Regions from separate parts of the Danio rerio genome. Here region 1 is linked to region 2. A link is a contact called in public HiChIP or PLAC-seq data. All regions are on one chromosome and are shown on one strand. Each heading gives the region's core, a stretch centred on a gene start, on an enhancer-like site or on the middle of the called end of the contact. The rest is flanking DNA. Distances are from core to core; before and after follow the strand shown. Region 1 holds the start of iqgap2 (IQ motif containing GTPase activating protein 2). Region 2 holds the start of ifngr2 (interferon gamma receptor 2).

Evidence for each region. HiChIP or PLAC-seq counts read pairs in DNA pulled down with a chosen protein or histone mark.
Region 1: a contact with region 2 is called in an H3K4me3 HiChIP or PLAC-seq map of embryo, with 4 times the contacts expected there. The contact joins the promoter of iqgap2 here to the promoter of ifngr2 in region 2. A contact is called at or near these places in 4 of 18 Hi-C or Micro-C datasets (caudal fin, embryo, hematopoietic stem cells and 1 more) and 2 of 4 datasets of contacts at active chromatin or transcription factors (caudal fin and embryo).

Annotation. Positions count from the first base shown.
Region 1 is chr5:47,036,147-47,041,882 of GRCz12tu, forward strand. It overlaps iqgap2 (IQ motif containing GTPase activating protein 2), which reads left to right and starts at 1,986. Exons shown (of 38, transcript NM_001128340.1): 1 at 1,986-2,067. The coding sequence starts at 1,986.
Region 2 is chr5:46,851,196-46,857,682 of GRCz12tu, forward strand. It overlaps ifngr2 (interferon gamma receptor 2), which reads right to left and starts at 2,906. Exons shown (of 7, transcript NM_001077627.2): 1 at 2,561-2,906; 2 at 2,334-2,451; 3 at 595-752; 4 at 341-495; 5 at 108-252. The coding sequence starts at 2,609. It overlaps polk (polymerase (DNA directed) kappa), which reads left to right and starts at 5,238. Exons shown (of 15, transcript XM_073951385.1): 1 at 5,238-5,334; 2 at 5,433-5,744. The coding sequence starts at 5,571.

The DNA.
Region 1 (5,736 bases), core at 736-3,235, 180 kb after region 2:
AATACTGAACACTGACTTCATTTCTTAATTGACCACTTTTAACCCATTTGTTAACTGTTGTTCTGATCATTCATTGTGGTGTTATTATTTTACACTGTAGGAGTTTGCTAGTTAACTGTCTGAGTGTTATCCCAAAGTGGTAATTCAACAGTTTTATCATGTTTCCCCATATAAGCTCTCAGGGATAGTGTTTATTTTAACACTAGGTAGTTAAATCTTTACTGGTGTAGTATTTCAAAAGGTTCATATTTGTACCTGAAGGGTCCATAAAGACACTTTTTAGGTACATTTTGGTATTAATATGTACCTTTTAGGTACCATGTGGACTCTTTGGGCACAAATATGTATTGTTTAAAAAGGTACTGCCCCAGTGACAGCTCCCCGTACCTTTATTTCTAAGAGTGTGTCTAAAGATGATATTATCAAGAAAGCTAAAAACCTGTAAACATTATCTTCCACAGAAGACAGAACAAATATGGTTTCCAGCTTACTTTAAAAGATCCTCTTTTGTGTTCAACAGAAGAAAGATACTCAGATTTGGAGCAAGTGAATGGGTGAGGGAATTGTGACAAAATTTTTAAACTATTACTTTAACATGTGTAGACAAGAGTCTATTTTACTGGAGGAAAAGGTACAACTGAATAAATATTATTCAAACATTATTGAATAATTATTTCAAAGAGACTTTAAAGTTTAAGAATCGGCATATTCACATTGGTGCTAATCTTTAACATTGCTGCATCTCATCCTATCAGATGAACATTTTATGGTCCTTAGCTTTCAAAAGTAATTTTTTAAGCTATTTTCTAATAAAAACCAGAGATTACCATCTATCAGTATATTAAACTGGGTCCTGAATACTGATATTTATTTAAAACAGAAGCCATTAAAATGTCAACACTGCATTAAAATAGGCTGGATATCAAGCATTTCTTGCATATATAACATTATAGCACAAAAGGTAAAAAACAATTGCAAAATGTATTAAAATAATAATGTTATCATAATTCTAAAACATGATTACAAAGAACAACTTTGTCCAGACTTTATAATATCAATAGATATAATCAATAAATAGATAATATCAATAAAAATAAATGTAAAACATGAATAAATAAAAATATATTCATTAACCAAATATAATATGGCAATGAAAAAACAAAAACAAAATACATTATAATGGTTAAAATAATAATAATAATAATAATAATAATAATAATAATAATAATAATAATAATCATGATCATCATCATCACAATAATAATAATAATAATAATAATAATAATTATTATTATTATTATTATAATAGCAATAGTAACAATAGGCTAATAATAATAATAATAATAATAATAATAATAATAATAATAATAATGATGATGATGATGATGATGATGATGATGATGATGATGATGATGATGATGATGATGATAAAAAAACAATGAAACGCTGACTAGAAAAGTAAGAATAGGCTATAACATGTTTTCAAAATATAAATACAAAAATTGGATATGTTCCATAGTAGGTCTATTAAAAAAACTAAAAACCACTGAACACGAGTTTAAACAAACAACCGACCGAACAACCAAACAAACAAAGAAACAAGCAAACAGTTTTGTTTTGTAACAACACAGTTATTTTGTAAACTGGTGAAAACGAAGCGAAAACAAATCTCCCAGGACTCGTAAATGTCCCTCAGCTGCTCTTCCGCAGGTCAGGTCCCTCATTGGGTTGAATTGAGGAGATTTGTCCCGCGCCAGCAGGTGGAGCCGCGTCCGAGTCATTCAGTGTCAGTTTCAGCTCGAGCTCACAGGGGGTTTCACCAGGTTTGACAGACGAATGAAGACACGCAGTTACCGACAGCGCTTCATTGTAAATGGGTTCGGCGCTTTACTGGGGGGCCAGTGCTATGACAGAAAGATCAACTTCTGATTTACTCTTTTGAGAAAGAATCTTGCAGCGAGAGTCAAAAAGTCCGCGCGCAGTTTATGGTGAAGCCTCAGCAGAGTTTCAGAGGAAGCAGGATGTACCATGAAGACGGAGCAAACTCTCTCAGACCGCGATATGGATGTAAGTACAGCTACTTCGCTTCATGGCAGATATTAAACGCCTATTATACTCACACATTTCGAAGCTGAATGAGGATTGATTCTGAATGAGAAGTAGTGGGATGACAGTCGAACAGAAAGAGAATGGCAAAAGTGTGCTAATCTAACTATGATCAATGAAGTGGGTACCCAAATATTTAATTCATAAACAAAAGGTGCAGTTGTTGTCTTAGGATCTCTTTTTGTCTAATCTGTTGTTTAAACGATGTGTCTAATCTGATGTTTATGTGTGTCTGTGTGTATAGTAACAGTTTTTCAAGGCTCTGGAAATTAAATATTTATTCAAGCTAATCACTGATAGGCAGATACATGATTATCATGTGCTAAGTTGAGTCACTTTTATAAACCAAGTGAGAAATAACTGAGGACATTGAATGATCAGAAAATAATGGACACCCAAAGTGGTGGTAGAGTATGCCTCAGTGTGCATTATTTTGCATTAATTCATTGACTGTAGTCAGTTATTCCACTTAAATAGGCTACCATACAGTTACAAAATGTTGTGTCAAAGACATCAGTTTTTTGCTCAGCTCCTGTGTGTATATATATGTTTTTGACTGTTGGAACTGTCAAATATCTGAAGTCATTCAGTGTATGGAGCTGAAATGTGGTCAAGACCTGCCTTAGAAGGTTCATCAGCCAATCAGAATCAGACATTCTTCTGACCCTGTTAGTAGTGTTACTGAAAGACTGAATTAATAGAGAAGTGTAAAAACTGAGGACAAAAAAAAAATGTGTATATGATTGTCGGTTTATTTTAAACTCAGTTGCTTGTTATATTTCTTTCAAGCCAACTTCCCATTTTGCAAACTTCACATGCAAACTTCTGTGAAATTCTTAAATGACTTACAAACATGCTTAGCTATTTTCTTCTGTCATCAACCTGCTCCCCAGTGTTTCTCTGACGCAGCCTGATATTTTGTTGCCTCAGAAAGGTGTTTGTGTATCCCTGGCATTAGATCTCATGCTATGGCCTGAGCAAAGAGAAGCTCCATGTGAGTTTCTCCAGTTAAACATTACCTCTGGCCTTTGTAAAATCACCTGACAGTACAGTTTAGATATGTGAGGAATTCTGATTCAGGAGTTTATCTTTGTACGTTTTTTTAAACGCACACATTTCGCCACGCTTGTGAGACACCGTGTCTTTTTGTGCACATCTAGAACAATAAAGAATGTTTAGGATGCTGTTTGCATAACACACATTTGATCTGTACTGCTCTGTTGGTTGTGTGTCAGAACCTGCTAGTTTTAGATTAACTCCACCATATCAAATCTAGACTAAGATACCTTTCGGTTGACTCTTTAAACGAAGTTTGCTTAACTCATGTCAACACTCACTGGCACCAAGATCACATTCCTACTGCTGACAAGGCTGCTGGTTTCATTCTGCTGATTTAAATAGGATGTTTAGGGGTGTTGCGATACACCAATGCCTGGTAAAGCCTGATTGATACCGCTGTGTCAAGTCAACGCGGTACCACATTATGCATACTGCACCTTGCAAGTAGCCCACAGCATTGCAAGCATTTATATTTCTGCAATTTGTCTGGGCTGCTCTGGCAATAACACTTCTGAAATGCTAGTAGTCAGTTGGATTTATATGGTCAACTGACTTTAATTTGTTTGCTGTTGTTTTGCGCTTTTTAGAAATATTTGCTCCAGATAATGTGTGGGATGCTAGTGTATAAGTAGCTCTTAAACACACTAATTCATGGAAGAAAGAGACAGGAACCAACAAACGTCTCGTCCAACAACTTTAATCATAAAATAAACACAAACAAAATTATCCATATGGGGGTCCTCTGTGGGACTCAACACCCTCAGCTATTTCTACTATTGGCCTCATTGTTTGAGAAAAATTGTTTGAGAGGTGCTTTTTTTGTGTCAGGCTATGGCAAAGGCTATGCTGGATCATCCACATGCACTCATCGCATAAATATGGATTGGCTTTTATGGTTTGATTTGTTTTCTGAGAAAGCAGGGCTTTTTTGCAACACCAAACATGTTTAAGAACATACACTGGATAATATGCAATCCAGGTTTATTCTGAAAACGTAGTCCTGTGAAAGTTTTTGAAGACTGCGAAATACGTCCAGGGAGTTACGTATTTTTTGCTGTTTTTGTTTTTCGCAAATCTGCGAAAGGCCACTGTGTGTGCTTTTTCGTATCTCAAATGTGTGTTCTCGCATAAACCCACCAGAAATCGCTGTCGACTGACTAAATGATTGACTGGGCGACCGGCCAATCGAATGACCCACCCTCCTTTTTCCCTAAACCCAAACAATTTTACCGATTGACCCGCCTGCCCACTTACTTCCCCTAAACCCAACTGATGGTTTACAAATGCCATCCATAAAAAGAAAAGCCCTCGCCTGATTTTTTCCATATTTTCAGATTTTACCACATTCTCACCCTGTTGTTCACTCGTTCATTTTATTTTTTGGATTCTGTTTTTGTCTTACCTGATTTCTGAAACCGCTCTTCCCCGAACTCGAACTCGATCGTCGTCATTATCTATCTGCATATTAAGTCCACCTACGTATAGGACGAGCTAACTGGACATACTAGTTGGGGCAGGAAAGCCCTCCTAACGTAGGTATGCGGTTAGCTAGTAAGCAGCAAAAGGAACGGCATCATACCGCCCCGTAGCGTTCGTTTAAAAAAATGAAATGCAGCCAGCCATACGTACCTCTGGCTACATAATTTGCAGTCTCCAGAAATGTCCATGGGACTATGTTTTCAGAATGAGCCTGTGTTGGTAATATAAGTGTTGAACGCAAGGGCGTAGAATTGACATGGATGGAAGGGACGTGTCCTCACCAATATCCACCACTTGCTGAAATGTCCCTACCAATAATTTAATCAACTTCAAAATAAAATAATGCTCTATCAACCCTTAGTAATCTATTTGTGCAATAAGGGTTAAAGTCAAGTTTGCTATAGTACTATTAACCAAGTCTGTGCAATTAATGGAAATTCAGTTTCGATTTTGGTCTCCATGATTCTAAAAAACAACAATCAGGATAAAACATTTCAACTGTGTCACACACCTCTCTAAATTTCTCTACATTCATACCTCCTCAAAGCCAGGTTGCAGTAAAATCATGTAAATTGACTTTTGCAGCATAGCACTTGATTCATTAATTATTATTTGTATGTTTAAGTGTTTAATTTATATTAATAAGTACTTTATTCATGTTTTAAAGGCGCAAAACAATTTGTGCAATACATGTCCTATAGGGATTTATGTCTCCACCAATGTCAAGAGCGAATCTATGCTCTTGGTTGAACGTGTCACCATTTTTCTCAGAAAATATGTTTCCAAAAGTGCTGTCGAATTGAAATTCCCCCAGATGTTGGTAACAACTAATCTATAAATACAATTTACAATGTAAACTACGCTAGTTAGAAATTAAGATATGTGTAATAAAATGAACTATTGAACACATGAAGAAAGGGAGTTGTAAAAAGGCATGGAAAGCCCAGACAGCAGCTAAAATCTCTCAGTATGTTAGAAAGCAACCCTGCCTCTCGTCATTGTAAACGAATATGTGACCCTGGATCACAAAACATGTCATATGCGTGTTAAATTGGCTATTGACTATACTCAAAAATTTACGTGTGCAACATA
Region 2 (6,487 bases), core at 1,656-4,155:
ATAATGTCTGCCTAAAACCTTCTGGATGAGTCTAAAAATCAAAACACCACTTAATGAAACTGATTCAGCTTGTGTATTTACAATACATATATGTGAACAAGACTTACGTGTTTCAGGGATGAAAACGCATCTTTCCTTGCTAGCCTTTCCATATGGCTTATGGTAGAGCAAATACTCCACCTGGAAACAGTAGATCTGCCCTGATTCCAGGTCATTAAAGATATAATCCTTGCTATTTATTACAACATCCTCCTGTAAGGTCAAAAATCTTTGTCAGCTTTACTCTTGTCATTAAAAAGAAAATTGTGAATGTTTGCATGATGTCTTAGATTCAAGAGACCTCAGGGTTTTCTCTGCTATTCTCATTCCAGGACGATATGTTAAACTGAAGATGTTCTCCATGTTCTTTCTCCAAGCTCTGGTCCATATGTGCCAGAGTTAAGGAAACAATTCCTGGTTTCTCAGATAGATTCACCACAGGAGCACAAGAATTTACTGTAAAACAGGATGAACAAAGAAATAAATAGATACAAGTGTGAAAAATAGTTGAATTTAAAACGCAAGGTAGGCATAAACGCATAAAACAATCCTTACCATTTACACAATTGACTCGATTTGAAATGGCCCATTCTGAGATGTGGTTTCCCTTCTCTGCACGGACCCGAAATAAAGCTCCATAAAATTCATCAGTGATGTTGAAAACGTTTTTGTTGATATGGCTTGACACGTTGTACCATTTATCCTCTGCTTTGCTGAAGTAGAAGGAACAGTAGAGTATAAATTAATTTTAAATCAGAGGATAACGTAAGGCCAAGAAAAGTGTTTGATATGACATTCTGTGATTCAGGTGAATTCAAAGAGGAACTGAATAAGGCCAAAAAATGAAAATTAAATAAAATTATAATAATAAACTTTTACAAAAGGTTTGCATAAGCTGGCAAGCACCTACTATTGAAATTAATGTTGACCCATTGTAATTGTGTCAGAAATATTTGGTTCACTTCTTCAGTTCAGTCCATCAAAGTGAGATCAGGTAAAACAGAAACAACTACATAGATCTGCTTTTAAACATTATGCTCCATATGTATAGAATAAACTTCAAGGAAATTTACATGTGGATTTTGGAATACCATCTCTTGCCTTGTTTAAAATTACTTTAAAGTCTAAATATTTGGAGCACTGGGCATGATTGGATGATGCCCAGTGCGCCATATATTTAAAAGATGATTGGACAGAGTGGTACTGTATGCGTTCATTTTGCTCCGATCCAGCCCAATTTATTTTTTATTTTATTACTTGTACTAAGATATTTGGAAATGTCAAATGCCACTATGAAACAAAAGTTTAGTTGGCTGATGGAAAACAAAGAGCCATTTCTCACATCACACTGCTCTGTATTTTGCACTTACTTTTGACTTACCTTTTGAACTTGTTATTATGGTGTTTTAAAATGGAAAAGCATTTTTAATGGTTGATTCATTTTCTGTGAGTGTTTATACAATTTTGTTATAACCAAGTATTCCAAACCTTTTACATTAATGGAAAATTTAGATTTGGACTTCTGATTTGAGACTTTGAGAATCCTTGCCTTAAGCATTGTGAGCAACGTTGGGATATTTGCTAAAAGCATTTTGATGATCATGCATTACAAACTTCTGAATGAAAACAAAATAAGTTTGCTGCAAGTATACTAGGGCCCACACAGAATCTGTGCAGGTATTAGCCCATCATTGAGTCTATTTCTTTTCTTGTGTAAATGTGTGTAAATTGATATTTATTCAGTTTTTTATTAATTTCAGTAGTATTATTGACTAATATGAAAGTGTTCATTTGATATTCTTGCAATACTGTTTGTAAATATTTTCTGTCTTTTAGTAGATATATTAAATAGAGATTTGCTATGTTTACCAAAAACAATGGATCTAGATGGATTTGCATTGTAAACATTAAATAAACGTTAAAAAGCTATTATGTTTTTATTTCATATATTAAGTTTTAGATATCATACACCCAAAATCATTCCACATAAATCCACAATTTTTTACAAAATTCTCCACAGAAATAGCAAAAACTGTTTGCAGATTTTGTCTGGCTCAAGCCTTCAGTAAGTTACCATTCACTTTCAAAGCATGAAATCTTTCAAATGGCGTGTAAAGAGATTGCCATTATTTCTCACTTCTGCTTTTGTGTAACAGTGAAAAAGCGAACATCATACGGATTCAACGAAACATAAAAGGTGCATAAACAAATACAGAATAATAAATTTAGTGTGTGTGTGTGTGTGTGTGTGTGTGTGTGTGTGTGTGTCACTTGGGTCAAAGAAGCCAACTTACGAGTCAAGTTTATACTGAAGGGAATACCGCAGATCTTCATCTACTTCAGGTGGCTTCCACAGCAACTGTGATTTGACTATCTTTAAATCCTGAGGCGGATTTAAGCAGCATGTTCTCTCTGAATTAAAAACACACAGATGATAAGTTATGAACATGAAACAAGTAACATGTTTTTATAATCAGATATAACGGTCCCGACAACGCCACAAACTATCTCAAGTCCTTACCGATATTGACGATCAACATGAAAACCGTTAGGTGAATTATATAGGTCATTTCGACAAATATAAATCCACATCTTTCACCAAACCATTTGCAAGAGTTGAGAAACCGTCGTTCTTGCTGATTTCTTCAGGAAATACGCCTGTCCCTCTTACAATAAACAAAGCGAGTGTTGCTAAATGCGCTGAATTCTGTATAAGCGACACGTGCTATATCAGTAAAACACAAAAACATTATTTAAACCCAATATGCGAGAAACAAATGTTTTCTTTGCATTCCTTTACGCTTAAATCCCATCGGCAAGCGTTGCATTCCAGTAATGTATACAGAAGTATGCACACTTCCTGTTCCTCAAGTTCTCCTCAAATCAGGAAGGAAGGCTTGATCGGTATCTTTGCAGCATCGCGAGAGTTGGAGTTAAGGTTTTTGAACACCAAAGACCCAACATTTGCCCAACATTTATCCAAGCTGGCCTTTTAAAAGGTGTGAAAAACAAAACAAATAAAAAATAGTGTAAAATGAGTTGAAAATATGTAGGCTACAAAATGTCACACCGACTTATCGCGAGATAACAAGCGCGTAGAAAACCATAGACGGTAAAGACCAAAGCGGTCATCATTTCTCGACACTGGCCTGGCCACTAGCCACAAGTGAAACTAAAATCACTGTGTGTGGCGTTAACTTTTTATTAAACTGCAAAACATTTACACAATATGCATTTGTATGTTTGGTATTTTTGGTCTAACTTAATATAGGAATGTTTGCCAGATAATATTTCTGCTTGCTAAAACACCAAAATACCACAGTTTCAGATAAAAAAGATATTGTAATGATTGACAAACAAGCAAATCAATAAATTACCAACCCACATTTGGATGACCTGCAACTTTTCATTTTGGCAGGCACTTTTTTCCAGGGGTTTCAGTACAGCGTAACCGCTACTACGTCATCGGGTGGGCGTGGCCTATCTGTGAATTTGCATAGGTCACGGATCATGCGCAGATTGTGAAAACAGCCGTTAGATTCAGATACCTGTACGTATTCGCAGGGGTTTCGTGTCCAATACCTTTATATGCAGTACTAAATAGCTGTCCTGATCGCAGGTGTTTCATGTGAAGTCAGTGTATGTTATATTAAACAAATTAACTTAAGATACCTCTCAGATTACATTAATACTGTTATAACTTAAGATACCTGTCCCGATCCCACGGCTTTTGTGTCAAATACTTTATATATCATATACAGTAGCATCAGATACCTGTCCTGATGCCAGGGGTTTCATGTATAATTACTTTTATATTAGTTAACATCAGATACCTGTCCTGATCCCAGGGGTTTCATGTATGATCACATTTATATTATATACATTAACATCAGATACCTGTCCTGATCCCAGGGGTTTCATGTATGATCACTTTTATATTATATACAGTAACATCAGATACCTGTCCTGATCCCAGGGGTTTCATGTATGATCACTTTTATATACATTAACATCAGATACCTGTCCTGATCACAGGTGTTTCATGTATGATCACTTTTATATTATATACATTAACATCAGATACCTGTCCTGATCCCAGGTGTTTCATGTATGATCACTTTTATATTATATACAGTAACATCAGATACCTGTCCTGATCCCAGGGGTTTCATGTATGATCACATTTATATTATATACATTAACATCAGATACCTGTCCTGATCTCAGGTGTTTCATGTACGATCACTTTTATATACAGTAACATCAAATACCTGTCCTGATCCCAGGGGTTTCATGTATGATCACTTTTATATTATATACATTAACATCAGATACCTGTCCTGATCTCAGGTGTTTCATGTATGATCACTTTTATATTATATACATTAACATCAGATACCTGTCCTGATCCCAGGTGTTTCATGTATGATCACTTTTATATTATATACATTAACATCAGATACCTGTCCTGATCCCAGGTGTTTCATGTATGATCACTTTTATATTATATACATTAACATCAGATACCTGTCCTGATCTCAGGGGTTTCATGTATGATCACTTTTATATTAGTTAACATCAGATACCTGTCCTGATCCCAGTTGTTTTGTGTATGATGACTTTAAATAAAAATAGAAAATAAATATGAGTTATGTTAATTAACTAAGATCGAGAAAGAAAAATTAACCACGATTTATTACAGAAAATGTGGTATTTATTTGTTTAAACATGACCGAATACCATATTTTTAACTACAAAAACACGGTTAATCTTACCACAACCATTATTATTTGATTTAAAATGGAAGTAGAAAAGCCCAGAGACAGAAAAACGGAGTAAAACGAGGTCAGCCGGTTTTGCTAATGAAATCTTTAAAATATAACATTATAAAAACAAAAAATAACCTGTATGATTGTTTTTTTCCTTCGTTATCCACCGCGGTAGGTTCTTTATCCATTATCATCCTGGTTGAAATGACCGCGCTAAAAAAGAACCTGTACTGCGCATGATCGGTGACCTCTCAGTATTGTTTTTTTTTAAGGGGGCGTTTCCCAAACACCGACCGAGCCACGCCCATTTTACGTCGTGGTAATGAAACCCCTGGAATTTAGTGCATGCCTTTTCATTTTCGGTGTGGATCGCGTTATTCCAGTACAGCAGGGGGCGATGAAGATGTTGATGCGCATGTGCTTCTCTTCAAGAACAAGACCTTTGAAAATGGTGTCTGTTGACAAATAATAACGAACTGCTATACTCTACTTTTTAGTTTTGTAGCATGATTAAGACTTAGTTTGTGTATGTATGTTAATATATACGTGTCGCTACGAGACAAAGGTATATCTCAATCAAAGCCAAATGTTTTTAATGTATTTTATCTGTTTTTTTATATGCAGACAAACTAGCACACACAAAGTTGTGGTCAGAAAAACATCAAACATCCTTTTGACTGCTCTTTGAATAACTGTTGACGCTTAGCATCCATGATAATCTGGCTCGCAGGTTAGTTTGTCCAGTTTATAGAGCTGGATGAAATGAGGCAGCAGTGCGAAAGTGAAAGCAGCAGCAGAAAGATGGAAGATCAACAACATGATCAAAAGGGATCTGGAGCTGATCTGCTCTCCAGGATCGCTCTTAATGATAACAAGGCTGGCATGGAAGGACTGGACAGAGACAAGATCAACAAGATCATTCTGGAAACCTCTAAGGTTGACACTTCTACTTATTGACTGTAGATATACAGTATTATTTATTACTACTAGTACAATGAATACTAGCTCGTATCTATTTTGTATTAATTTAATTTAGTGCATTGTCAATAATAATAGTCATACATGTTTATATATATATATATATATATATATATATATATATATATATATATATCATATGGGGGATAATAATTCTGACTTCAACTGTGTGTATGAATATATATATATATATATATATATATATATATATATATATATATATATATATATATGTAACATTATTGGAATAGCATTATTGTATATATAACATTATTGGAAAAAAACTGATATTGCGATATTTTGTTTTTGTCCGGTTAATATTGCGATATAAATGCTAAAACCATCTGCCAGGTGGATAGGTTAAATAATCTTGTTTTTTACTTTGAAATATAGATATTTGGACTAGACAAAAATCGTTGCATAACTCGTTTAAGTACAGTGATCAAATACATTTCTGAGCTCCTGGTTAACCATAATCCAGACTTCACATTGCATATCTTTGCGATGTGACTATTGCAGATGCGTACATTGCGAATTCGATGCTGAAACAATATATTGTGCAACTCTAATATACATATGCAGTGAAGGTCAGACATATTAGACCCCCCCCCCCCCCACCTTAATAGTTAGCCCCCCCTTAACTTTATCATTATGACAGTAAATAATATTTTACTAGATATTTTTCAAGACACTTCTATACA